7 separate regions of the Mus musculus genome follow, and regions 1, 2, 4, 5, 6 and 7 are each linked to region 3. Evidence: chromatin contacts called from public Hi-C, Micro-C, promoter capture Hi-C and targeted proximity ligation data. All regions are on one chromosome and are shown on one strand. The core of a region is the stretch at or near the end of the contact, and the rest is flanking DNA. Distances in the headings are between cores, read along the strand shown. Region 1 has its middle 99 kb from the start of Gm52397. Region 2 has its middle 120 kb from the start of Cyp26a1. Region 3 holds the start of Exoc6 (exocyst complex component 6). Region 4 has its middle 120 kb from the start of Gm52397. Region 5 holds the start of 4931408D14Rik (RIKEN cDNA 4931408D14 gene). Region 6 overlaps Ide (insulin degrading enzyme). Region 7 holds the start of Cpeb3 (cytoplasmic polyadenylation element binding protein 3).

The links. Promoter capture Hi-C pulls out the DNA fragments that hold promoters and counts their contacts. Hi-C and Micro-C count contacts between places; a contact is called where the count stands out from the background.
Region 1: a contact with region 3 is called in a targeted proximity ligation map of extraembryonic endoderm stem cells. A contact is called at or near these places in 1 of 39 promoter capture datasets (hippocampal neurons), 46 of 484 Hi-C or Micro-C datasets (B cells, the Ba/F3 cell line, the C10 cell line and 29 more), 24 of 130 datasets of targeted methods (the G1E-ER4 cell line, the HPC-7 cell line, the NIH/3T3 cell line and 17 more) and 1 of 9 other capture datasets (embryonic stem cells).
Region 2: a targeted proximity ligation map of pancreatic cancer cells shows a contact between it and region 3. A contact is called at or near these places in 1 of 39 promoter capture datasets (pre-B cells), 1 of 484 Hi-C or Micro-C datasets (the N1E-115 cell line) and 4 of 130 datasets of targeted methods (large pre-B cells, pancreatic cancer cells and pro-B cells).
Region 4: a contact with region 3 is called in a promoter capture Hi-C map of liver, with 3 times the contacts expected there. A contact is called at or near these places in 1 of 39 promoter capture datasets (liver), 2 of 484 Hi-C or Micro-C datasets (embryonic retina and nephron progenitors) and 5 of 130 datasets of targeted methods (bone marrow-derived macrophages, embryonic basal ganglia, embryonic forebrain and 2 more).
Region 5: a contact with region 3 is called in a Micro-C map of embryonic stem cells, with 2.4 times the contacts expected there. A contact is called at or near these places in 4 of 39 promoter capture datasets (embryonic stem cells, liver, pre-B cells and 1 more), 8 of 484 Hi-C or Micro-C datasets (B cells, the G1E-ER4 cell line, the N1E-115 cell line and 2 more), 7 of 130 datasets of targeted methods (the NIH/3T3 cell line, embryonic stem cells, large pre-B cells and 2 more) and 1 of 9 other capture datasets (embryonic stem cells).
Region 6: a targeted proximity ligation map of bone marrow-derived macrophages shows a contact between it and region 3, with 4 times the contacts expected there. A contact is called at or near these places in 5 of 39 promoter capture datasets (the 3T3-L1 cell line, 3T3-L1-derived adipocytes, hippocampal neurons and 2 more), 5 of 484 Hi-C or Micro-C datasets (the Ba/F3 cell line, the G1E-ER4 cell line, the N1E-115 cell line and 1 more), 1 of 130 datasets of targeted methods (bone marrow-derived macrophages) and 2 of 9 other capture datasets (adipose tissue and embryonic stem cells).
Region 7: a contact with region 3 is called in a Hi-C map of CD8 T cells, with 5 times the contacts expected there. A contact is called at or near these places in 3 of 484 Hi-C or Micro-C datasets (CD8 T cells and embryonic stem cells), 4 of 130 datasets of targeted methods (embryonic stem cells, memory CD8 T cells and pancreatic cancer cells) and 1 of 9 other capture datasets (liver).

What each region holds. Positions count from the first base shown.
Region 1 is chr19:37,885,118-37,888,314 of GRCm38.p6, reverse strand. No RefSeq gene overlaps it. Among named protein-coding and RNA genes, the nearest start is that of Gm52397, 99 kb to the left of the region's middle.
Region 2 is chr19:37,820,559-37,824,016 of GRCm38.p6, reverse strand. No RefSeq gene overlaps it. Among named protein-coding and RNA genes, the nearest start is that of Cyp26a1, 120 kb to the right of the region's middle.
Region 3 is chr19:37,548,524-37,551,700 of GRCm38.p6, reverse strand. Exoc6 (exocyst complex component 6) reads right to left here and starts at 1,283. Exons shown (of 22, transcript NM_175353.2): 1 at 1,136-1,283. The coding sequence starts at 1,236.
Region 4 is chr19:37,866,168-37,869,685 of GRCm38.p6, reverse strand. No RefSeq gene overlaps it. Among named protein-coding and RNA genes, the nearest start is that of Gm52397, 120 kb to the left of the region's middle.
Region 5 is chr19:37,262,664-37,266,282 of GRCm38.p6, reverse strand. 4931408D14Rik (RIKEN cDNA 4931408D14 gene) reads left to right here and starts at 2,188. Exons shown (of 3, transcript NR_040299.1): 1 at 2,188-2,429; 2 at 2,548-2,686.
Region 6 is chr19:37,283,129-37,286,533 of GRCm38.p6, reverse strand. Ide (insulin degrading enzyme) reads left to right here. Exons shown (of 25, transcript NM_031156.4): 18 at 1,237-1,328; 19 at 2,302-2,413. Among named protein-coding and RNA genes, the nearest start is that of 4931408D14Rik, 21 kb to the right of the region's middle.
Region 7 is chr19:37,205,269-37,208,729 of GRCm38.p6, reverse strand. It overlaps Cpeb3 (cytoplasmic polyadenylation element binding protein 3), which reads left to right and starts at 1,259. Exons shown (of 11, transcript NM_001290827.1): 1 at 1,259-1,435. It overlaps Marchf5 (membrane associated ring-CH-type finger 5), which reads right to left and starts at 1,185. Exons shown (of 6, transcript NM_027314.3): 1 at 826-1,185. The coding sequence starts at 860.

The sequences.
Region 1 (3,197 bases), core at 160-2,659, 340 kb before region 3:
CTGTGGTATATGTACGACTGGTTGAGTGCCCACATCTGTGGGCTGCTGTTCCACCCTCCCACCTCCAGGTGCATTCAAATGGCTTCCCGCAAGAGCAACCCTGTGTCAAGAGCTCCAAAATGGGGTGCAGATATGAATTTAATAACCGTAACAGCTCAGACTGGAGAGATGGCTCAGTGGTTAAGCACACGTATTATTCTTCCAGAGGACCTGAGTTGCGTTCCCAGCCCCCACATTATCTGACTCATGACCACGTGTGACTCCAGCTGCAGGAACATCTGATATCTCTGGGATCTTGGGCACCAGCAGAGTGCCTAGACCCACACAGAGACGTGTACATGTAATTAAAAATAACAAAGCAACCGTTTAAATAATGGTTACAGCTCACCTGGGCAGTCCTGGGGACACTGATCCATGTAAAAATGAACTTACAAGTAACTAATGGGGTTGCTAAGCACCCCATTAAAAATCTACATCAATCTTCAATTAGAATATATTTCGGAAGAACTAAATGTGGTGGTCTATGCCTTTAACCCAATTCGAGGCAAGGCAGCGGATCTTTGTGAGTTTGAGACCAACCTGGTCTACGTTACAATTTCCAGACCAGACAGGGCTATACAGTGAGACCCTGTCTCAAAATGAAACAAAACAAAAAACAAAGAATATACTCCAGGAACATACTGCATACCTCTCCTGTGGATTTGTACACACACACACACACACACACACACACACACACACACACACACACACACAGTGTTTCCAAACCAAATGTAATACATAATGGGTGCACAGGGGTCAAAAAAAAATCTCTGTAGTCAGAGGTCAAGGATGTTGCCCAATTGTTGAATGTGTGTGTCCTTGACAAGTGTGAAGTCCTAGTTTCACACCGCACCCCGAAACATAAACGAATGATTTAATTTTAAAAATCTGTACCCCCAACACTTTGATCAGTTCTCAGGTCCCTGCCATTGGGGAAGCAGATAGCTGAGACACAATGTGATCCTGGGTACAAATGCACTGCCACACCAGCGGAAGAAGAAAAAGACGCAGCAAGGTAAAGTGTAGCATAAACGGCCAAGAGTTAGGGCAAAGCAGAGAGTTGGGCGTCAGATCTTGGTCTTATTAAACTTTTTTAAACCCAATAAATATATTTATTGATATCGCGATCATTTTTGTTACTTCCGCAGGAGAACAGAAATCAGTTAAGGGTGGCTCTGGAAACACAGCCTAATGCTTTCCAAAGGAAAATATTCCATTGTAGAACGGGCCAGAATCTTGGGAAGACATAGACGTGTATTTCAAATACTGTCCACAAGATGGCAGCAGCATCCTCAGGTTCCCAGTTGGCACAAAAGGCATTCCATTCAGTCTGCATTCCCCGGAACCCCACCCAAGACAGGCATCTCTGGGACATATTTTAAGTGGAAGGTGACCAGCACCACCGCATCTAAAGGATGCCCTTTCTTCTGGAATGCTCTGGAAGTTTACGACTAGACAGACAAAAATGCTCCGGTCTTGAGAAAAAACGGGAAACCACCCATTCATTCAAGTATTCACTCGTGAAGGAACCTGGGATCCTGCTGAATCCTACGCTTCCTGCAGAGAGGTGCAGCAGGTCTCTGTTTCCGTGGCCTCGCAGTCAGTTTACACACAGTCTACCAAACCAGAAGGGTCTTCCATCCAGTTAAAAATCACCGTCCTGCAGACTGCAACTGCTGCGGAGCACAATGAAGGCTAGAACCCTACCCCAGGATGGGATGCCCACAAGGACTCTGCTCTCTAAGCTGCCCAGAACAGTAGAGTTCAAAGGGAGAGAACTCGTGGAGTTAAATCAAGACTGTGGGTTTGCCCACCTGTAAAACGACTTAAGTTCTTCTTTCTTTCTTTCTTTCTTTCTTTCTTTCTTTCTTTCTTTCTTTCTTTCTTTCTCTCTCTCTCTCTCTCTCTCTCTCTCTCTCTCTCTCTCTCTCTCTCTCTCTCCCTCCCTCCCTCCCTCCCTCCCTCCCTCCCTCCCTCCCTCCCTCCCTCCCTCCCTCTCTCTCTCTCTCTCTCTCTCTTTCTTTCTTTCTTTCTTTCTTTCTTTTTTCTATAGCCTGTTTGAAGTTAAAAATCTGGGCCGGCTAATGGAAGTTGCCACCTGGAATGTCTGGGGCAGTAGTGCAAGGTTACATTCCAGGCTCCTAGCAGAAAAATGTCAGCAATTTGCCTTTTGTCAACTGCAAATTAAAGTAATTTCCACGCAGAAGGTTTCTCCTGCTGGCAGTGAGCACCCAAAACACTAGGGCAAGCCGTGACCTGTCTCCCGTCCCCAGGGCCACCACACCTGAAGTTGGATGCACCTTGGAGCTGCAAAGAATGGCTGTCTTCCCTCTGAAATGCCCAACCAGATGGGCGCTAGTGGGGTACAGAGGGAAGTGCATCTTCTCAGTCCCTCTTAGTCCCTAGACGTTCTCGTAGAGTTGGGGAGGGCACTCAAAGGCTCTATAGAGAGGTGAGTCTGTGTACACTGTCATACCTGGCCTGTGATGAAAGTGTTGGACAGACTGGTGCTGATGTAGACACAGCATCTTTGGTGAAAGAGACACTACAGTCAGCATAGATGAGGGATCTTTGGAGCAAAAGAAAAGAGTGGGGTTCGAACCTCATTTGTCAACCTCCTGGCTTCCCCTGGGCCCCATACAGGCACCAATTACAGAGGTGAATAGTGAAACTTGTCCTCACACAGACTTAACTCTGAGCTTAGAGGCTGGAAACCACATTGGCTCTGCGATTGCCATGCTCCAGGGAGGGAAGCCAGTCCCTAGTGTTCAGATGAACTGCAAATGAATGGTCAGTGTCTTCACAGGCAGCCAGCATGCTTAGCTGGCCAATCACCTCCCTAAAAATTCTAACGCACACATACATGCACACATGCACTCATGCATGCACGCATGCACACACCATTCTGTGCCCAATGCCAGCCTGACTGGGGACCTCTAAGGTTCTGGAATCAATCCTGCACTTCTGCACACAGGTCGCTTTGATCAGAGTCCCACACTTCACGACCAGCACTGGGACTCCATCATCTGTCTTAACCTGTGACCTGTCTGAGTCTCCTTTTCCTAGTCTATCAGGTCAGATGACCTGAGATGTCTTTCAGCTGAGACACCTCTCAGAGCTACAGTTCATGATCCATGTACTTCACACTGGAGTGG
Region 2 (3,458 bases), core at 812-3,311, 270 kb before region 3:
AGTCAAATCTTGTGAAAGCTGTAGTGTGTCACAATGTGTCACACAGTATACACCCTTTGTCCACACATCTTGCAAATGAGTCAATAATCTGGTTTGAGGCCTCTAGCTTCTGTTACACTATCAATACAGGATACTTTTTAGGACTTCTCAGATATCCTGTTGTTTCCCCTGTGTTATGGAGATTGCAGCTTTGGAGCAGTAGGACTGTCCCTTCATATACTCTAGCAGATCATAGATGGGGTAGATCTTGAGGTGGACCAACTCAAAGCCCTGGATCTGGGCCTGGGTAGTAGTTAAGCTGGTCACCCTGCCAGCTCTCCTGCACCTCCATCAACTAGACGAGCTCTCCAGCACTGCCCTACCTAACTCACCCAATGCAGCAGCCTGAAAGGGCTGGGGCAGCTCTCTGTTCTCATGCTCTCAGGACTGGCTTGCCCAAAAACACCCCAATCCCAACCCCATCCCCCACCCACCCCCTCCAAACCAGAACCAGCTCTACTGTGCTGCCCAGGCAAGGTGCAGAGCCCTCTCTCCAGAGTGTTGCAGCCATTGAGGGACAGGGGCAGCTCTCGGGCTCTCATTACCTTGGGGCCAGCTCTCCCACCTGCCATAGGTGATGAGGGATGGGGTGGAGGGTGACATCTCTCCCTCACCTATGCTACTGCATGGCAGACAAGTGGCAGGGCCAGCCCTCCCATGTTCACATCCTCAGGGTTGGCTCATCTGCAACTCCCGAAACCAGAGACAGTTCTACTGTGATTCCTGTGCCAGGGATGGGGACTGCTCTCCTAGTACCGCAGCTGGTGAGGGGCAGGGCCAACTTCCCTGCTCTCATGTCTTTGGGCCCAGCTCTCCCAGGTTCTCTGGTTGAGAGAGGTAAAGCCAGCTCTGCACAGCCCTCAAAAATCAACATGGCCCCAGAACATCAGCCCAGACCAGGGATGTATGCTTGGCTTTTAGTGGTAACAGAGCCCTGCTATGGCTCTAGGTGGCAACAAGGGTCAGGGCCTCACCATGGCTGTTCCTCACTACCCTCAAGTCTCCAGTTCTGCCTCTCTTCATTGTGCCCACATCTTTCTGTTTCTCTTTCTCTTCCATTCTCCACCACTTACTTGCCCAGCTTAGTGCAGCCCAGGGCCTATGAGTGTCCGGAGTCATCTCAGGAATGGCCTCAGAAGTGCTCCACCCGTGCTGTGTGGCACTGAGCTGGGGTCATCTTGAGTATAGTCTGCCCTCCTGGGCCTGTGAGGCACTGGGCTGAGGATGGCACTGGATGGGCATGAATGATCTCTGCCCACCTGGGCCTGCATGGCCCTGGGATTAGATTCCTCTTGGGACTGGACTCCATGGTGCTAGACTTGGAATTCTCTCAGGCTTGTTCCCTGTCTGGCTATGTGGTCCTGGGATGGGGATTGTTTTAGGTATAGTTTGCCTGGAGGCTTGTGGCAGGCACCAGAGTGGGGTTTCAAATCAAATAATTTTTAATAGTGCATTTCCAGCCTGCAAGATTTCCATCCCAGAATAGGATATGATGAAGCACAACTCTCATTTTTGTTTCTACGTCACTGTCTATCCCAGTATTTAATCTTCCTTCCTCCTTTTATCCCCCTCTTCACTTTGGTTTAGGTCACCTGGGTTCTTGGCAATAAGTTAGATCTTCCACCTCTATAGATGGCTCAGAGTCCTCTTATCTAAATCCCCCTTGACCATTCTGGGTTCTCTCATCCCTATCCCCAGGTTCAGAAAGGCTTGTGATCCTCTCCAGGAAGCAGACCTCTGCACAGGGATGTGCCTGTCACTGGTGAGCATCCTTTAGCATCCAGCCTGGTTCAGACCCTCCCTCTTGCCTAGCAGCTCTGAAACCCCTTTCTGAGCACTAAGTTATAGGTTGAATTCTGAGCCTTTAGAATTTATATGCTGATGTCCTAAACCTTCATACCTCAGAATATGACCTTATTTGGGAAAGCAGTTGTTGCAGATGTAAGTAATTAAGTAGAGATGAGGTCATATTGGAATAGGGAGGGCCCCTAACCCAACATGACTGGTGGTTCTTATAAAAAGGGGAAATTTGGAGGCAGACATGCACAGAGGGAGAATACCATGTGAAGACTGGAGAAACCCTGACACAAGCCAAGGGTCTACCAGAAGCCAGGAGTGAGGCTTTTTTCCTCAGTGCTTTCCAAGGGAACGTGGCCCTGTCGAGACCTTGATCTCAGACTTCCAGCCTCCAGAAAGTGAGAAAAGATGTCTGTTGGGTGAGCCTCTCCATGTGTAGTGCTTCGCTACAGCAGTTCTGACAGATGAACTCACAGGTGAAGTCTCTATTTGCTGCCCCATTTCAGTCTCACTAGCGGATCTGTTCCTGAAGCAGCTCCCTCAGGATGGAAGGAGGTGAAAGGCAGTAGGAACTGAGCCTCTGAGCAGCCCCAGTGTCAAAGCCTCTCTTGGTTGGGATCCCACCAGTTTCCTGTAGTACCTCAGTAGCAGCTGCAGGAATACACTTGTATGTTTCTGCCCTGGTCTTAGTTTCCATTCTGTCTCTGCTCTCTGGTTTATCACCCCAGACTCTTCTCGTGGTTTGTGGGAGTGGCACTGTGGCTTTCCTCCCGGGGCCTCTGGGCTTATTCCCCATTTCTGACAAAGCAGTGGGACAGTGTCTCACCAGGAAAGCATTTGTGCTATGCCGCACCAAACAACCTACCAGATGCAGAAATGGAATTCTGGCTTCATAGGAGGTGAGGCCAAAACTTCAGGCTCTCTTACAACATAATCAGGCTGAACCCTCTACTTCTCCCCCCCTCCCCCAGGCCCCCCCTCCCCCAGGGTCCCCCTCACCCCGTCATGGAGATACATAGGCTTCGGCTTGCCTGTATTCAACACTGACAAAAACACTACACCTAAAGGTATCAGGTAAACACAGGCTTCCAAATCTCGGCACTATTGACATGAGGGCCAGATAATTCCTTGTTGTGGGCACTGTCCTGGCAAGATGCTCAGAAGCATGCTAGACCTCTCTACATTAAATGCAAGCACCAGCCTCGCTCTTCCAAGCTATGACAACCAAAAATGTCTTTAGATAGTTAAATGTCCTCTGTGGGACAAGGTCAAACACAGTCGAGGTCCACTGAGTTAAACCATCCTCAAAGAACACTCACTCTTCATATTGAGATCTTAAAATCCAAAGTCATTTTATTTTATCACTTCAATGATTCTAAGGAATCATAGACTATTTGCTGGCATCAGTTATACAAGAAAAACCTACAAATCGGAGAAAAAAAGACTAGAAGATTGTGGTAATTTTGGTTGTCTTGAGTTTTGGGTAGTTGATTTTTCAGAGAATTGTGTTTGCTATCTACTTTTCTGGATTTTTCTCCTTTCTTTCTTTCTTTCTTTCTTTCTTTCTTTCTTTCTTTCTTTCTTTCTTTCTTTCTTTCTTCCTTCCTTCCTTCCTTCCTTCC
Region 3 (3,177 bases), core at 34-2,533:
CTTTGCATATCATAGCAGGAACTTTCTGTAATAAAAAAACATAACCTGCCTATTAAGTGCTTGGAGGTAGAGAATAAATGGGCAAGATCTCTCATGTTCTAAACAACTTCCCACCCCCACCCCCACCCCAACCCCACCCCGTTCTACAAATACAAAAACAAGGCCAAGGGGGTTAAATGATTTTTTCAGTCATCAGTGACAGGTTTATGAGAAAGAAACAAGAAACACACCACATGATCTGGCTCCCTGGGGCAAAGTGAATTTACAAGTTGAACTGACTTCATTTTATCTACATTTACAGTGAGAAAACAGAATTCCATTTCCAGGAAGTGTGTCCTGAAGAAAGACTACTGACAAAGCACAATCCGTCTCAAATTCCCTTAATGAACCACAAGTTCATTCATCCTAATTGCAAAAGATGAAATTGTAATCCTTGAAGTGTCTAACCTAGTGTTAATGGCTAATAGCTCTGTACCAGTACCAGTCTATGGGGGCAGAAAGTATTCCGTCCGGTATGGACTATTCATTAACTGGTACTATTCCTAAAGAGAGTGGGTTTGGATCCATTTAAAATACGCTGAAATTTTAATACAAAATCAACATAACGTTTGTCAATAAGTAAAAGCTTCCTGTCCCAAGAGCATCGTCACCCCTGCGTGAACTCGAGCTGTCAGCCCACGCTCGCGTCTCGCCCGGGGAGAAGGGTGCTGCAGCGTGGGAGAAAGGTGCTGGCGTCTCCCGCTCAATTTCAATTCTCCCACGCCCAGAGCAGTCAGTGCGCTGGGGTTTCCATCAGCGCGCAACTTGGCACCGGGATCAGTCACGCCGGCCACCTGCAGGTGACCTTCGTCCCCAGCACAGAGCAGACAGCCTCCGCCTAGGGGTCAGGGCCTTGGGGCATCAAGGCCCTAGGCTGGGGCGGCTCTCCGGGTCAGAGACACCCTGGCAGCCACACCCACAGGCGGCGCGGTGACAGGTGCCCGGGCCCTCCGGGTCCCGCAGCCCACGAGCGCCCGCCCCCGCGCGCACCACCTGTCGGGCCGACGCGCGCGCACCCGGCAGCGGACGCCCCGCCCGGCTCCTAAGGAGTCCCTGGTCAGGGCAGCCCGAAAGCCGGGGCATGTGAGAACTTTACCGGAGGGTGGGCCCTACGCAGGCGGTGTCGGTGCTTTCGATCTCCTGCAAGATCCGCTCGTGCTCCGGGACCGTGCCCAGAGCCTCGCAGCTCTCCGCCATCTTGGCTGGAAGCGGAGGCGCCGGCCGGGCGCGGCGGCGCGCGGACCACAGGAGCGAGCGGCAGGTGGCGCAAGCGCGGCGCGGCGCTGCGGGGCGGGGAGGGGCGGGGCCTGGAGGGGTGGGGCGCAGTGGGTGGGGCCCGCCCGGGTGGAGCCCGCCCCTGGGGAGGTAAGGATGACCTGGAGAGGGTGGGGATCGGGGCGGGGGGGGGGGGTGGCCGGGAGGGGAGGGGAACCACCACCTCCATCTTTCCTCGCGACCTGCCCTTAGTTATCTAGAGATGTTTTAGTGCAGTGTGTGCTGTTGTGCACTGCAGGTACCCTAGCAATAACGGAGGTGACCCTCGGTCACACGCCCTCAGTAATAGTGATAGAAGCTACTGAGCACCTGATGGGCTTTAAATAGTGGGGAGTCAGAGAAAAGCAAATGCTTTCCCGAAAATCAAAACTGAGTGTGTCGTTGAGATTTATTTTAAGAACAAACAAAAATTCTATACCTCGACTGCTCTGAAAAAATCGTGTCCCCTGCCGGATGCAAGTTCACCGAGGTTAGTCATATTGGACATAAACTATCAAAATGAGGGAAAATGAGAACAAGACTAAGGCGCTTGCTGGCAACGTAGAAAAGAGGCCCAGGGCAATGTTGGATTTCATGCTGAAGCTCTTGAATCCAAGCGCTCCCAGGGAGTGGTAGCTGGGCTGGGGTGGGAATAGACTTCTAGGGGGAAAGAATGAGCAATAAAGTGGTAGAAGGAAATGGCAGGTGGCTTGAGCAAAGGGACACATGTAGAAAAAGAGGCTTGCTTAACAACCTGTATCTAGGACACCGTGTAAACCAGCTTGTCATGATCAAAGCACTGATGGAAGATTAGTCAGAAAAGAGTTCAAACCTAGCCAGAGGGACAACTAATTTTCTGCTCTCCCTAAGTTCAGGAGCTCTGAGCTTCCCTGTGAGTCAGGCAGGCTTTGCACGAGCCAGCTGTCAGACTCACTCTCTTCCCTGGGCCTCTACTACCAGCTTTTTCCCTCTTCTTCCTCCTTTTCCTCCTTCTCCTTTTCTCCCTCTTCCTCCTCCTCTTCCTCCCCATAAGAAATCCTGGGAGATGATATTGAGAAACAATTAAGAACATGTCCTCTGAAGACAACTGTCCCAAACCCCACTCAGTCATGTGACACTAGGCAAAACTTAATACTTTTCTATCTCAGTGTCCCCAGCCGCAGCTGCTAATAACTGTGGTATCTACCTTGTACTACATCCTATATTATATTAACTTCCATTATTTCTGTAACAAATGCCAGAGCATAAAATGACTCAAGTGTAATCTGTTAGAATGCTCACTGGGCTATAGTCAACATGGCGACACAACTGCATTTTTTTCCAGACTCTAGGAAAGAATTTGTTCCTTTTCTTTGCCAGATTCCAAATGCTATCATAGTCTTTGCCTATGACTTTCTCACTGTGTGGCTCTGGTAGCCTTGAACTCACTACATAGACCAGGCTGGCCTTGAACTCACAGATGTCTGACTGCCTCTGCCTCCCAAGTGCTGGGATTAAAGGTATGAACCATCATATCCGGCCCCCTTTTAATAAAAGTTTTTGGGGCTGGAAAGATGGCTCAGTGGTTAAGAGCACTGACTGCTCTGCGGAAGGTCTTGAGTTCAAATCCCAGCAACATATGGTGGCTCACAACCACCTGTAATGAGATCTGATGCCCTCTTCTGGTATGTCTGAAGACAGCTACATTGTCGGGGCTGGAGCGAGTAGAGGTCCTGAGTTCAATTCCCAGCAACCACATGATGGCTCACAGCCATCTGCACAGCTACTGTGTACACATATACATAAAATAAATTTACTTTATGTGTACTAGTGTTTTGCCTATATATGTGTGTGTGTATACACACACACACACACACACACACACACACAACAAACAGAGTTCAG
Region 4 (3,518 bases), core at 661-3,160, 320 kb before region 3:
CTCTGAGACTCCCCTATTAAGTGGTCCTGGTTCTGGGGCTTCTGGAATCTGTGCCAAAGGTTATTTCAACTAGGAGACAGAAAGATGATTGGGCACCAAAACCCTGAGGGCCAGGCAGGTAATGCAGAGGAACAAAGGGACTTAGGTGTGGCTGGCAGCAAATAGAGCAGGGCCTGCCCATCCCAGATGCCACCCACTTAGACTTGTTAGCTGTCAGACAATAATTGAGCCTGGTATTCCCCAGCCTTTTACTTTTTTTTTTTTTTTTTTTTTTTTTTTTTTTTTTTTTTGAGACAGGGTTTCTCTGTATAGCCTTAGCTGTCCTGGAACTCACTTTGTAGACCAGGTTGGACTCAAAATCAGAAATCCGCCTGCCTCTGCCTCCCGAGTGCTGGGATTAAAGGCGAGCGCAATCACACCCCGTTCAGCCTTCTACTTTTTTTTTTTTTTTAAATAAGTACACTGTAGCTGTCTTCAGACACTCCAGAAGACGGTGCCAGATCTTGTTATGGATGGTTGTGAGCCACCATATGGTTGCTGGGAATTGAACTCAGGACCTTTGGAAAAGCAGTCAATGCTCTTAACCGCTGAGCCATCTCTCCAGCCCCAGCCTTCTACTTTTTTTTTCCATATTTTATTAGGTATTTAGCTCATTTACATTTCCAATGCTATACCAAAAGTCCCCCATACCCACCCCCTCCCCCTGGCCCTGGCGTTCCCCTGTACTGGGGCATATAAAGTTTGCAAGTCCAATGGGCCTCTCTTTGCAGTGATGGCCGACTAGGCCATCTTTTGATACATATGCAACTAGAGACAAGAGCTCCGGGGTACTGCTTAGTTCGTATTGTTGTTCCACCTATAGGGTTGCAGTTCCCTTTAGTTCCTTGGGTGCTTTCTCTAGTTCCTCCATTGGGGGCCCTGTGGTCCATTCAATAGCTGACTGTGAGCATCCACTTCTGTGTTTACTAGGCCCTGGCATAGTCTCACAAGAGACAGCTATATCTGGGTCCTTTCAGCAAAATCTTGCTAGTGTATGCAATGGTGTCAGCATTTGGAAGCTGATCATGGGATGGATCTCTGGATATGGCAATCACTAGATGGTCCATCCTTTCGTCACACTTCCAAATTTTGTCTCTGTAACTCCTTCCATGGGTGTTTTGTTTCCTATTCTAAGAAGGGGCAAAGTGTCCACACTTTGGTCTTCGTTCTCTTGAGTTTAATGTGTTTAGCAAATTGTATCTTATATCTTGGGTATCCTAAGTTTCTGGGCTAATATCCACTTATCAGTGAGTACATATTGTGAGAGTTCCTTTGTGATTGGGTTACCTCACTCAGGATGATGCCCTCCAGGTCCATCCATTTGCCTAGGAATTTCATAAATTCATTCTTTTTAGCCTTCTACTTTTTAAAGAGATCTTGAAATTCAAACTATGAAGTGCCTTCCCTTTTGTCTATTGACCGTTCATATCTTTTGACACCACAGAACTCTATAAATGCACCTGTGGGCCTCCTATCTAAATGCTACAGTGGCTGTCATTTGATGGACAGCTTACTTTGTGTGTAGCAGTGCACAGTGGGTATTCTATGTGCTAAACTTAATCTTACAGCAACCTTGGAAGAGAGAAGCCATTTTATTTATTTATTTATTTATTTATTTATTTATTTATTTATTTATTTATTAAAGAGATGGAGGAAGGGCTCACCATGCAGACCAGGCTGGCCTCAGGAAATCTTGAGCCTCTCTGGTATCTGGGACTCCAAACCATTGTGCCCAGTTGGGTGAGAACGTCAATGGCATTTCACAAAGCAGAAAAACAGATTAACGAAGTTCAATGCACTGGTTAATGTTCTACTTGTCAATCAAAGTGACCTTAGGGCTGGAAAGAGGACTCTTTTGTTAAAGGTTAGGCTCACAACCAAAACATCAAGAGTGACCTCGGAGGCTTTCATTTTACAAACAGAAACAATTTATGCCTTTACTGGAACAGCTCACAAACAAATTATCAATCTTCAACAAGTTAATATCCAAAGCACTCTAACCAGACCTTAAGCAATAGCACACTGTCAACACAAGCTGTCAAGACCAAGTCCCAAGGTTGGGTGGCTTCTCATAGAAAAGGATTCTCTTGAGTTTCAGGATTCCAAGATCAAGGATTTGGCGACTGTTTCCGGTGAGGACTTTCTTTCTGCCTTTCAGGTATCTCCTTTTCTGTGGTGTCCTCACCTGGTCTTTCTTCAGTCTGTACAGCCTGGAGTCTTTCATATAAACTGAGTCCTATTAGATCAGAGCCCTTCTCTTTCAGCCTTACTTAATCTAATTTACTTCCTTGGAGTCACCGATCCCCCTCACCCCCACCCCGTGCTGGTTAGTTTTTTGTCAACTTAACATGAACCTGAGTTAGTTGAGAAGAGGGAACCTCAATTGAGAATTTGTCCCGTACGCAAGTCTTTGGGGTCGATTTTCTTGATTAATGATTGATGTGGGAAGGTCCAGGCCACTGTGGACAGTGCCACCTCTAGGCAGGTGGTCACGGATTGCATCAAAAGCAAGCTGAGTGAGCCATGAAGAGCAAACCAGTAAGCTGTATGTTCTCTGCTTCACTTCTTGCCTTGAGTTCCAGCCCTACTTTCCTGTCACAATGGACTATAATCTGTAAGAAAAAATAGAGAACAAGCCAGGATATTTCTGAGTGTAATTACACTTGGAGTTAAGGCTAAGCATATGAATTTGGAGAAAAATACAAATATCCAGACCTGAGCAGAGAATAAACAGTAAACAAAATGATAATTGCTGTAGCATCAGGTCTACAGTTGATATTGTCATATAGTTCCCCAGTGTCATTTGAAGATGGGCACGCAATAACTTCTTTGGTTATTGCCAAGTTTGGGATAAATTCTCTTAACAAGAACTCTGGGGATTAACCCCAGGCCTCATGTATGCTATGCATGGATTCTACAGCCCAGCTATACTCAGCCCTGAAAGCAAACTATAATGGCTCATGGCTCATCATTTATAACTAGGGAAAGTTGTGTTAGTCACATGACATCTGTTAGCACCGAAAATTACCAAAGACACAGACAAAATTTAGCCATTGATTTCCTTTTTAAACTCTTCCTCCTCCTATTCCTCCTCTTCTCCTCCTCCTCTTCCTCCTCTTCCTTCTCCTCCTCTTCCTCCTTCTTTTCCTCCTCCTCTTCCTCCTCCTCCTTCTCCTCCTTCTCCTCCTTCTCCTCTTCCTCCTTCTTTATTTTCAAGACAGGCTTTCTCTGTATAGTCCTGGCTGTTCTCAAGCTCACTCTATAGATCAGGTTGGTCTCAAATTCAGAGATCTGCTTTTCAGTGTGTGTGTGTGTGTGTGTGTGTGTGTGTGTGTGTGTGTGTGTTTTAAGACAGGGCTTTGGTTTGTAGACCAGGCTGGCCTTGAACTCACAGAGATCTGTTTCCTCTGTCTCCATATTGTTGGGCCTAAAGGCCTGTGTCATTCTGCCCAGTGCAGTTACTACATATGTACTATTCT
Region 5 (3,619 bases), core at 939-3,438, 290 kb after region 3:
TCAGGAGACAGCTATATCAGGCTCCTGTCAGCAAGCTCGTGTTGGCATCCACAATAGTGTCTGAGTTTGGTGGTTGTATATGGGATGGATCCCCAGGTGGGACAGTCTCTGGATGGCCTATCCTTCAGTCTCTGTAACTCCTTCCACGGGTTTTTTGTTCCACCTTCTAAGAAGAATCGAAGTATCCACACTTTGATCTGTATGATAAGAACTTCGTTGAGTTTTATTTAGATCATATTCTGATGCTATTCTAGCCATTCTGATTGAACTAGCCTGCGGAAGGGTGCTGCTGACAGTGCAAAGCCAGTCCTGACCACGAGGCGGAGACAAAGCACTTCTCAGTGAGACTGTTCCACACAAAACCTGATGTCACCGCCAACTCCCATTTATGTAATATAGAAATCAGCAAAAAATGTGACAAGAGCCAGGCGTGCACACCTGTAATCCCAGAACTTAGGAGGTTGAGACAGGAGGATGGCAAGTTTTAGGCTTAGCTGGGGCTACACAGCTAGACCCTGTCCAAAAAGAAGGTAGGTGAGATTATTCTTGGTCCTGTTGTTTCCCCTCCAAAGAATTCTTGTCATCATTGGAGAAAACGCCAGGAACTGATTTTAAAACTAATTTGGAAAAATTAGTACTACAAATGTATCTTATTCACCTAATTACATCGCTTGTATCTACAGATATTTTTCATCATTTTTCTTCCTAAGTGCCAAGGCTGCAGGCACCTACACTGGCCACTGTTTTCTTACATGTGCTATTCAGTGTTGCAGATCTGCCCCACCCCAACTCTGTTTTTGTTGTATCACACACACATTTGAATACATTATATTTTCATTCAGTTTAAAATATTCAGGTTTCGGGCTGGTGAGATGGCTCAGTGGGTAAGAGCACCCAACTGTTCTTCCGAAGGTCCAGAGTTCAAATCCCAGCAACCACATGGTGGCTCACAGCCATCTGTAACAAGATCTGACGCCCTCTTCTGGAGTGTCTGAAGACAGCTACAGTGTACTTACATATAATAAATAAATAAATCTTAAAAAAAAAATATTCAGGTTTCTCTTGAGACATCTTTGACCTATGTGACATTTAGAAATAAATTCATTTTGGTTTGTTTTGGGTGGTGATGTGCCTTTTGTTTTTTGCAATTCTAAGATGGTAAGCCTAGTCTAGTATGACCTTGGACTTTGTGGACTCAAAAAAAAAAAAAATCCTCCTACCTCTGCTGGCAAGTATTTGGGTCTAACAGCATGTGTCACCAGTTTAGAAATATAGCGTGCATTTGTCAAATATTTAGAGGTTTCCCGGCAATGTTTCCACTATTCTTAGTTTAATTTCACTCAACTCCAAGATCATGCATTTGTTTGCTTCCAGATAGTGGCTTGCTAGAGGCCAAGCTTCTAGCTCACAGTCCTGAGTGCTGGGATGAGAGGTGAGTGTTATCATGCCAGATGCCGACGCCTATTTTCTAGGGCTTTTGTTTTTAAGCTTGTTTAAGTGTGGTTTTCAGTCTGGAATGTAACCTCAGCGAATATTTTATCTGAATTTGAGAGTGATGTTCACCCATACTTGTCGGATGAGTGTTCTTCAAATGTCAACAGATCCAGATGACTAACGGCACCGGCTAGGACTGGCTAGGTTCCACTTGGCTTTGTGCATTTTCTCTCTGATAGGTCGATTACTGTCTGGTGCGTTGCTGGAGTATTGAGCGCTAATGGATTGAGCCTTTTTTGTGTTTTTGTTAAATGGTTTTCTGTTCCCTTGGCTATTTTGACTCCCTGCTGTTCAGCTTGATCATATTAATGACTGTAGGTCTTTTTGGACAATAGACTGCGTTTGTTTTGTGTGGTGCTCCTTTTTGCCCCTGGTCGTTTTCCTTGCACCAGCTGGCTCTGTGCCTGGAAGCTCGGAGCTTGCTCTCTTTGAGTCCTATCCCTGAAGTCGCCCATCCTCTGGGAGGCAGACAGACATCTTCAGCCTCTGAGGCTGATTTACAAACAAGAGTTGGATCCACAGAACAGCAGCCCGGAACTAGGGGCAAGGGTCACATGTCCAGTCAGAAAGAACGCCCTCCTTCACCCAAATTGCTCAAAACTGTTGTTGGCTCTTCTTCAAAACTCTTGATGTTTGGCAATACCGTGTGCACTTTGACCATAGCGTCCAGTGCCTTGTTGAGCAGTTTTCAGTAGACTTTCGCTTTGCACAAACATCTTCTCTGAGTGATCCAACACCTCCTGCAGCTCTGGCAAACTCTGGGTCAGCCCGGAGTCCCTCGAAGCTGGAGCTGAGGTCAGAGAAGCCCAGGACAGCCACGAAGCTGTGGGTCCTCGCGCCTAACAACCACGGTTAAGGATTCTGATACGTTACCAAACCGCCACCCAGAAAGGAATTGCAATGTGGACTTCTACAAGAAATCAGAAACAGTAAAGGTAGCCTGAAAGCCACACCGAAATTACCTGCTACCATCCAGGATGCTGAGCAGACAAGGGTTTGTGGGAATGGGGCGTGGCTAGGCGCCTAGGCACTTATGGATTCTCTTCTTTTCAGAACAGCCTTGCTGCCTGCAGGGGTGACTGAGGCCCTGAAGTCCAGAGCTTTGCTGAGTCGTCACTTGGGAGAGTAAATCTCCAATGGTCTGCCCGTGCAGTGAGCATTGTAACCTGTATCACTGTAAATCTTATTTGCAGTGAGTCCTTGTTCATCCCTTCAGTGTGTGTGTGGGGGGGGGGGGCTGGGGGGGGGCGAGGGAGGGCGGCAGAAGTCGTCCTTGGATATTATTTTCCAGGAGCTATCTATCTTGCTCTTGAAACGGTGCTCACAAAGAAGGATAGGCTGGCTGGCCACCAAAGCCTAGGGACTGTCCTGCCTTTGCCTTGCCCGCACTGGGGTTACAAGTGTGTGCTACCAGGCCTGATTTGTGTGTGTGCTAGGGATCAGACATGAATTCTCAATTGACTGACTGACTCCCTCCCCATTCTGCTGTTCAGAGCTTTTAAGTACTCAGCAGGGGAAAAAATTGCAGGTACACCTTGCTGACTTAACCTCTCTCTTTCAATTTCATAAATATATTTATTATTTAAATTGTGTATATGAGTGTGTATTGTGTATGTGTGTATAAAAAAAGAGTATGTGTATATGAGTGAGTATATGAGTAAATGCTTGTGTATGAGTGTGTATATATGTATGAGTATGAATGTATACTGTGTTATGAATATGTGAGAGTATGCATATGTAACTATACATATACACATATGAGTTAGTGTGTATGAATGTGTTATGTGTATTGTGAGTGTGTATATTTAACTATGTGCGTGTATATATATATATATATATATATATATATATATATATATATATATGAATGAGTATATTGTATGAATGAATGTGTATGTGTATGTGTGTACATGTGTATGTGAGAGAGTGTGTGTTTTCTTAAGCCTAAGTCATGTCTCTAACCTTTCTCTGCAGTAGCTTGCTATGTAGTCCAGACTGGTTTTGAATTCAAGGTGATCCTCCTGCCTCAGCTTCCCCAGTGATAGGATTACAGGATGAGGCACAAGGCCTGCCTACTCATTTGGGTTTTCTCGTGTTTGCTGAAAAGCTAACATATATCAGGTTT
Region 6 (3,405 bases), core at 299-2,798, 270 kb after region 3:
AATTCGAGGGAAATCCAGTCAGTGATATTACTCGAAGAGTAAATGTGCTGGCCACCAAGCCTGATGCCTTGAGTTGGATTCCCGTGTGGTAGGAGGACTGAACTGACGCTGTATGTTGTCCTTCCCACACCCCCACGCTCCCACCCGTACATTTGTCACTACCACATGCATGAGCTTCTCTCTCCACCCTGGACCACCACACACTGGATCGATGGATGGATGGATGGATGGATGGGTGGGTGGGTGGATGGATGGATGGATGGATGGATGGATGAATAGTGTAAAAATTTTTAATTTAAAAATTTGAGGGAAATCTGTATATTTATATAGTCTCAACTTTTTTCTTCCAACAGGTATTTATTAATTATAATGGTAAAATTTGACTTTGATAGTTTTTGGTGGTGGGCACTTCCAAGTTGCATGTGGAACATGTACACCCTACTCCGTTACTACCCAGAGTAGAGCAGTATGCTTACAATGAAAGCACCTGGCAGACACCACCGTAGCCAAGCAGTTTGTTGTAACATATCCAGTGCCGTGACACATGCCTGTGCAGATGTTTGATGGGCATTGCCTCCCTAGTGCACCTCCCTACTGTTACATACATGACCTTGAGATGACCCTAGATAAGTAAAGGAGTTCTGAGGAACTCTCCAGTGAGAGACAGGAAGGGTGTGTGACAGGTAATTACAATATAGGAGTAGAGATAAGTCCTGGATGAAAAAAGGGTATTAGTGTAGTAATGAAGTCCAAGGCCAGGATTGGTGGAACATACCTTAATCCCAGTACTATGGTGCAGAGACTGGTAGATCCTGTGGTGTTCAAGGACAGCCTGGTCTAACTAGCAAGTTCTAGGACAGCCAGAGCAACACAGTGAGACACTGTTTCAAAACAACAAACAACAAAAACCTTTAAAAATCCTAATAAAGCCTCATCTCTGGTTAGCAATGTGTAGCAGCTGGGAGTGCAGCTGAGTGAGAGAGTGCTTGCCCAGCACGTACAAGGCCTCGGGTTTGAGCTAAAGAACCTTGAAAAAAGTGTCTGTCAGTATTGCTTGCTTAGGCTTTGATAATCCTATTAAAGTTATTGAAAGATGATAATATTAGACAAAACTGGGTGAATGATATAAAGGAACACTAGTATTTTTACAAGTCTTCTATAAATCTGAAACTCTTTCCGATACAAAGCTTTGTTTTTATATTTATACACAGATCATCCTATTTCTTACTCTTTCAGATGTTACCCTCCCCCGACTTAAGGCCTTCATACCTCAGCTGCTGTCACGGCTGCATATTGAAGCACTTCTCCATGGAAACATAACCAAGCAGGTACGAGGTGAAGTTCTAGCAGGCTTTTGTAGACCACTGTAAGATTATTTCCTCTATTCTCTCTCAAGACCTAACCAGCACAATGCTAAACACATTAGAATTAACTCAGCTTTCTCAGGAAGCAGGTCGGAAGGACATGTGAGAAATAGAATTATGATAGTTAACTTAGGCTCGTGGCTGGCCTGGCCTATACAGCCAGAGAAGAAGTGAAACTGATTACCCCTACCCGGTGCAGTCTCTCAGAATGCAGAAATCAGGACCTGCAAACCCCGACACTGCTGTATACTAGACATGCAATCTTATGAAAATGTATTTCGTCTGTTCTGCAGATCACAGGCCTGGACTCGCGACCACTCCATATGTCCCCCAGAACAACATGCTAGGCTCAGATGCTTGCTCGTTGTGGTTTAATTCACAATGCATACTCACGAGTATCTTTTCTGTTCCGGCTTCTGTGGTCAAGGTCACTGACATGGAGCTAATGTCTCCTTCCCAGTACCTCTCCATCTTTAGAAAGGCCTTTAGTCCCTGTGTCAGCACTATGTGGATAGTTGCTTAGATGTCTCTCTCTCTTTTCACTACTACTGTACTGATTGACAAACTCAGTTTTTATCCATTTGGAAAGGATTAAATGAATTTAATGTTTAAAATCTGTTGGGGTTTTTTAAGACTGGCTTTTTAAAAAAGATTTATTTATTAATTTTATGTATATGAGTACACTGTATTTGTCTTCTCTTCAAATACATCAGAAGAGGGCGTCAGATCACATTGCAGATGGTTGTGAGCGACCATGTGGTTGCTGGGAATTGAACTCAGGACCTATGGAAGAGCAGTCTCTCTAGCCCTAAAGTCCGTTTTTAGGAACATATATTTTTGTTTATTGTAATGGGCAATCCAGTAGGCTGTATTGATTTTCACAAGACAGGATGTACTGTGGTTTTTATAATACACTATGGCATTTCCTTTCCTCCAGGCTGCCTTAGGAGTTATGCAGATGGTAGAAGACACTCTTATCGAGCATGCTCACACCAAACCTCTCCTTCCAAGTCAGCTAGTCCGGTACAGAGAAGTCCAGCTCCCTGACAGTAAGTTGAAATGTGCTGTATTACAATGTGGCATAATTACAATGAGTTGAGTGTGCTTGGAAATAATATATGGTTTCATGTCAGAGATCTACAGGAAGCCTCGTTTATAGAAATATGGTTACAAGTAGGTGATTTTGCCAGAATTTCCCTGATTGGTGAGCCATATACGTGAAGGCAGGCAGTAATTTAGAGGAGATTGACATTGGAATTGTCTAGTACTTGCGTATAGAGGAGTCAGAGAATAAAACTCTCATACAGCTAATGAGATATGAATTGTGAGGGCTGGAGAGATGGCTAAGCGGGTGAGGTCATGCATGCGCTGTTCCTGGAAAGGACCTGACTTCTGTTCCCAGCATCCATTTTGGGGACTTAAAACCACCTATAACTCACTCCAGTTTGAGGGCATCTTGATACCCTCTGTCCTCCATAGGTGCCTACATTCATGAGCACAGCTACACACGTGCGTGCGCGTGCACACACACACACACACACACACACACACACACACACATACACATATCACACACAAAAATAAATCTTGTGGGGCTTGGTGATGTGCTCCACTAGTCCCAGCACTTGGGATGCAGAGTCAGTTGTATCTCTCTGAGTTCAAGGGCAAGCTGGGCTACAAGGTAACTTGCAGGCTAAAAAAAGAAATCTGGGCTAGAGATGTGGTCTAACTGGTAGAGTACTTGCCTAGCACAGAACGAAGGTGGGCGTGGTACGTGCTTGTATCTCAGCACTTGGAGGTGGAGGCAGGAGAATGATAAACCAAGATAATGAGTTAGAAGCCAGCTGGAATATGCGACTCTGTCGCCAAAAGTAAAAATTGAGGAAAACTAAGCTGCACTGAGATCATAGCACTCACTTGGAATCGTTGGCAGGAGTACTTTTAGAACAGTCACAAATGCAGATAAGAACATATTCCTTATGTTTTTATAAGGAGACAGCATAAGGAAATGCTTTATATGTTGAGATTTATAATGTTAGGT
Region 7 (3,461 bases), core at 10-2,509, 340 kb after region 3:
TCGACCAATTGGTCAGAACAGCAAGCAGCTGCCTTGGTGAAAAGGTGGATTTAATTTAGTTTCCAAAAACTCACTGGCTGGAATTTAAACGGCAGAGGGCAGTGCTGTAGACTTTCTCAAAGAGTTTTAGTGGCTGGAGACCCCAGGAATGGGCAACTGGTCCCAGTACAAGCCCAAACGTGTCTGGGAACTTAGCGATCGTCAAGTGTGCTACGTGTTCAATGTTGCATGCTTGTGGCTGTTTTCCATAACCTCTACTCTAGTGTGACCGACCGTTAAGGCTCCCTTGTGGATATTCTGACCTTACGGTTTGGGGGTAGGGATGGGATTGGGGGAGGGTGGTGGGGGAGTTGGAAAGAGAAACGAAACCCAGGCTTTAAAAGAAGGAATGCCTATCCTTGCATTGTGAAAGTGCAAGGGACCAGTCTCCAGAATGACAATCGGGTACTTCCCAGTGGCGTCGCTGTCAACCCCTTTACTACATTGTCCGGGGAGGAGGGGGAGAAATAGAAACTAATACTATGGGTTAACAATAGCGCCTCTTCACCTCAAAAAACAAAACAAAACAACAACCAAAAAAAAAAAACCCAAACAGGCTGGCGGCCAAAGTAGACCTCCCTCCTTTAACTAAGTTTCAAAGTCTACGACCCTGACCTCTCGCCCGCTCTTCTCCCCAGTGCCACCTCCAAACTCAGAGCCCTTTTCCCGGCCTCCGGGCCGTGGAACTCTCGGCGGACGCCAGGATCCCCGCTCTCGGGGCCTCGAGGCCAGCATGGGCAGGCCCAGGACGAAGGCCGGCAGTTCCCGGCCCCACGTTGCTCCTACCTGTCCAGCATCTGTTGAAGGGCTTGGTCCGGCATCTTCCGCGGAGCCGGCGAGCTCGGCCCTCGCCCGCAGCCCCGCTCAGGGCCAGGCCCCGGGACAATAGCACTGAGAGGCGGCGGAGTAGGCCTCAGTCCCGCGGCGGCCGCGGACCCGCCACACAGCCTCCCGGCGTGGCTCCCAGAGGCCCGCGGTGGCGCTGCGCGGCCGGCGGGCGACCGCAGAGGGCGGCGGGGAGTGAGGAGGAGGAGCCTGGGGCCGGGAGGCGGCGGTCGCGGCCCGGGTTCCTGCCGGTCCGCCCAGGGTTCCGGTCCATGGACCGCCGGGGCGCCGAGCTGCTGCCGGCGGAGGAGCTACCTCTGTGAGGTAAGAGTCGCCGCCTCCGTGCGCGCCGGGGTCACGACGCAGGGGCGGCTCGGAGCAGCCTGGGAGATGTAGTCCTCGGACCGTCCCCGCTAGAGGCTGCACAGCCCGCCGGGACCCCCGCCGCCGTGCCCGCCGCCGCCGGGCCGGCGCCCTCCCGTTTCCTTCCTCCAGGGGGAAAAAAAAATGTCCTTCGGGCCGCTGTCCGGGAAGCGGCAGCATGTGGCGCTCCGCTGTCAGTAGCAACAAGGTCAGCGCCCCTTCTCCGCGTCTTGTCCCCTCAGCTCTCGCGCTCAGGTGGGACAGAGCCAGGTGAGGGGTGGCGGCGTGGAGGGCCAGTTTCTGGGCCGGGTCAAGTACGCCGGGCCGCGGCGGCGCGAGGCCGGGCGCTCGGGTCAGCCTCGGCCGCGTCAGAGCCCATCTTCGGGGAGGGACAAGTGGCTTAGTGCGGGGCTGCTCTGGAGGGGCGTGTGGGTAACCCGACTGTTCGCACCGGCGCCTCTGTGTGTGTGTTGGGGACATAGGAGAGCATGGGGGGTGGGACGCGAGCAACCACTTTGCCTGTCCAGGAACCTTCTCGGTTCTGGTGCTGTCGCCCAGCCTTCGAGGGCTTGCGGGCAGCCTCCAAAGGGGACACGCTGCTGAATAAACAGCCCTTGCTTGCTCAGCTGTGGGTTGTCAGGAGTGTTTGTTTCTTTCCGCAGCTGGTCACCGTTAACCATTCCTAAGGCTCCTTGACACTTCTAAGCAGGTGGATCCCGGCCGAGGGATCAAAAAGGGAAGAAGTGACAAATCACGCCTCTGTCTTCTCTGACGCCGGAAGGGATAGCTTTGGAGGGGGGAAACGAGCTGTTGTTGACTTAAACCGATGCGTAATTTGGACGACCTGTGGCATTGTTTAGCGCTGTGATTGGTGGGATGTTTTGCTAGTTTTCCGTTGGTTGTGCCTACGGTTTTTTGGTTTTTTGTTTTTTTTTTTTAAACTTCTACAAAACGTTTGCTATTTCTTTAAATGAAAATGTTTCTTTAAATTTGAGCCTGGAGTGGTTTCTCAGGCCTATAATTCCAGACTTGGAAGACTGAGACAGAAGGATTACCTGGTCTGTATAATGAATTCCAGAGTAGCCTAGGCTAAATAAATAAATAAATAAATAATCAATCAATCAATTAATCAAGGATATGGTAGGCGTCCAATCCCGTAACCCCAGCACAGGAGAGGAGGAGGCAGAAGGATTAGGAGTTCAAGGTCAACCTCTAACTCTAATTAGTTTGACTCTGTCTCAAAAGGACAAACAAAAAGCTGCATAGGCATGGCCAGCAGATCTGGGAGGGTCTTCACAAATTCAAAATCAGTTCGGGTTACAGAGAGAGACCCTATCCCACAACAGTAACCATCAAAGCTACTTTTGTTTGTTTGAGTTTTTCCTTGGCAAGGACTATGTATCTGCAACACAGGGATGACTGGACTTGGAGATCCTCCTATCTAGAGCTCCCCATATCTGGAATTATATAGGCATGGCCCACCACACCCAGAACCGAAAGGCTTTCAAAATTATTGCTTAAGGTAGTTTGTTTTTTTTTTTTTTTTTTTTTTTTTTTTTACAATCAGCTCTTACCTGTGTAAATCTATTTTTGTACTAGTGCGTCCATGGTCAGGATATATAAATAAAATACATAAATTTATTCGACCTCCAATTTCTGAAATATGCATTTTTATGTTTGTTTATTTATTTTGAGACACGTTCTCACCGTGCAGCCCTGGAATTCACTAGGTACACTAGGCTGAGCTTGAACTCAGAACTTTGCCTCCCTCTGTCTCCTGTGCTTAAAGGCTTGTACCAACAAACAAGGCTACTTTTATTATTTTTTGTGGGGGTACACGTATGTGGGCAGAAGTCTAAGGTCAGCTTTGGGTAGATTCATTTATTGTTCTCCAGACTGGGTTTCTCAAAGAACCCAGAGCTTGTTGGTTACCTAAACCAGCTGGCCAGAGATCTGCCTACCCTTGTCCTCCCTGGGGCTAGGATTGTAGATGCCACAGGTACACCTGGCCTTTGTGTGAGTACTAGGGGCTGGAATTTGGGTCTTTATGCTTAGGTTACAAGTACTTTGTATCTAGAGCCTTGTACTGGCTAGTTTTGTGTCAATTTGACACAGCTGGAGTTATCACAGACAAAGGAGCTTCAGTTGAGGAAATGCCTCCATGAGATATAACTGTCAGGCATTTTCTCAATTAGTGATTAAAGGGGAAAGGCCCCTTGTGGGTAGGACCATCT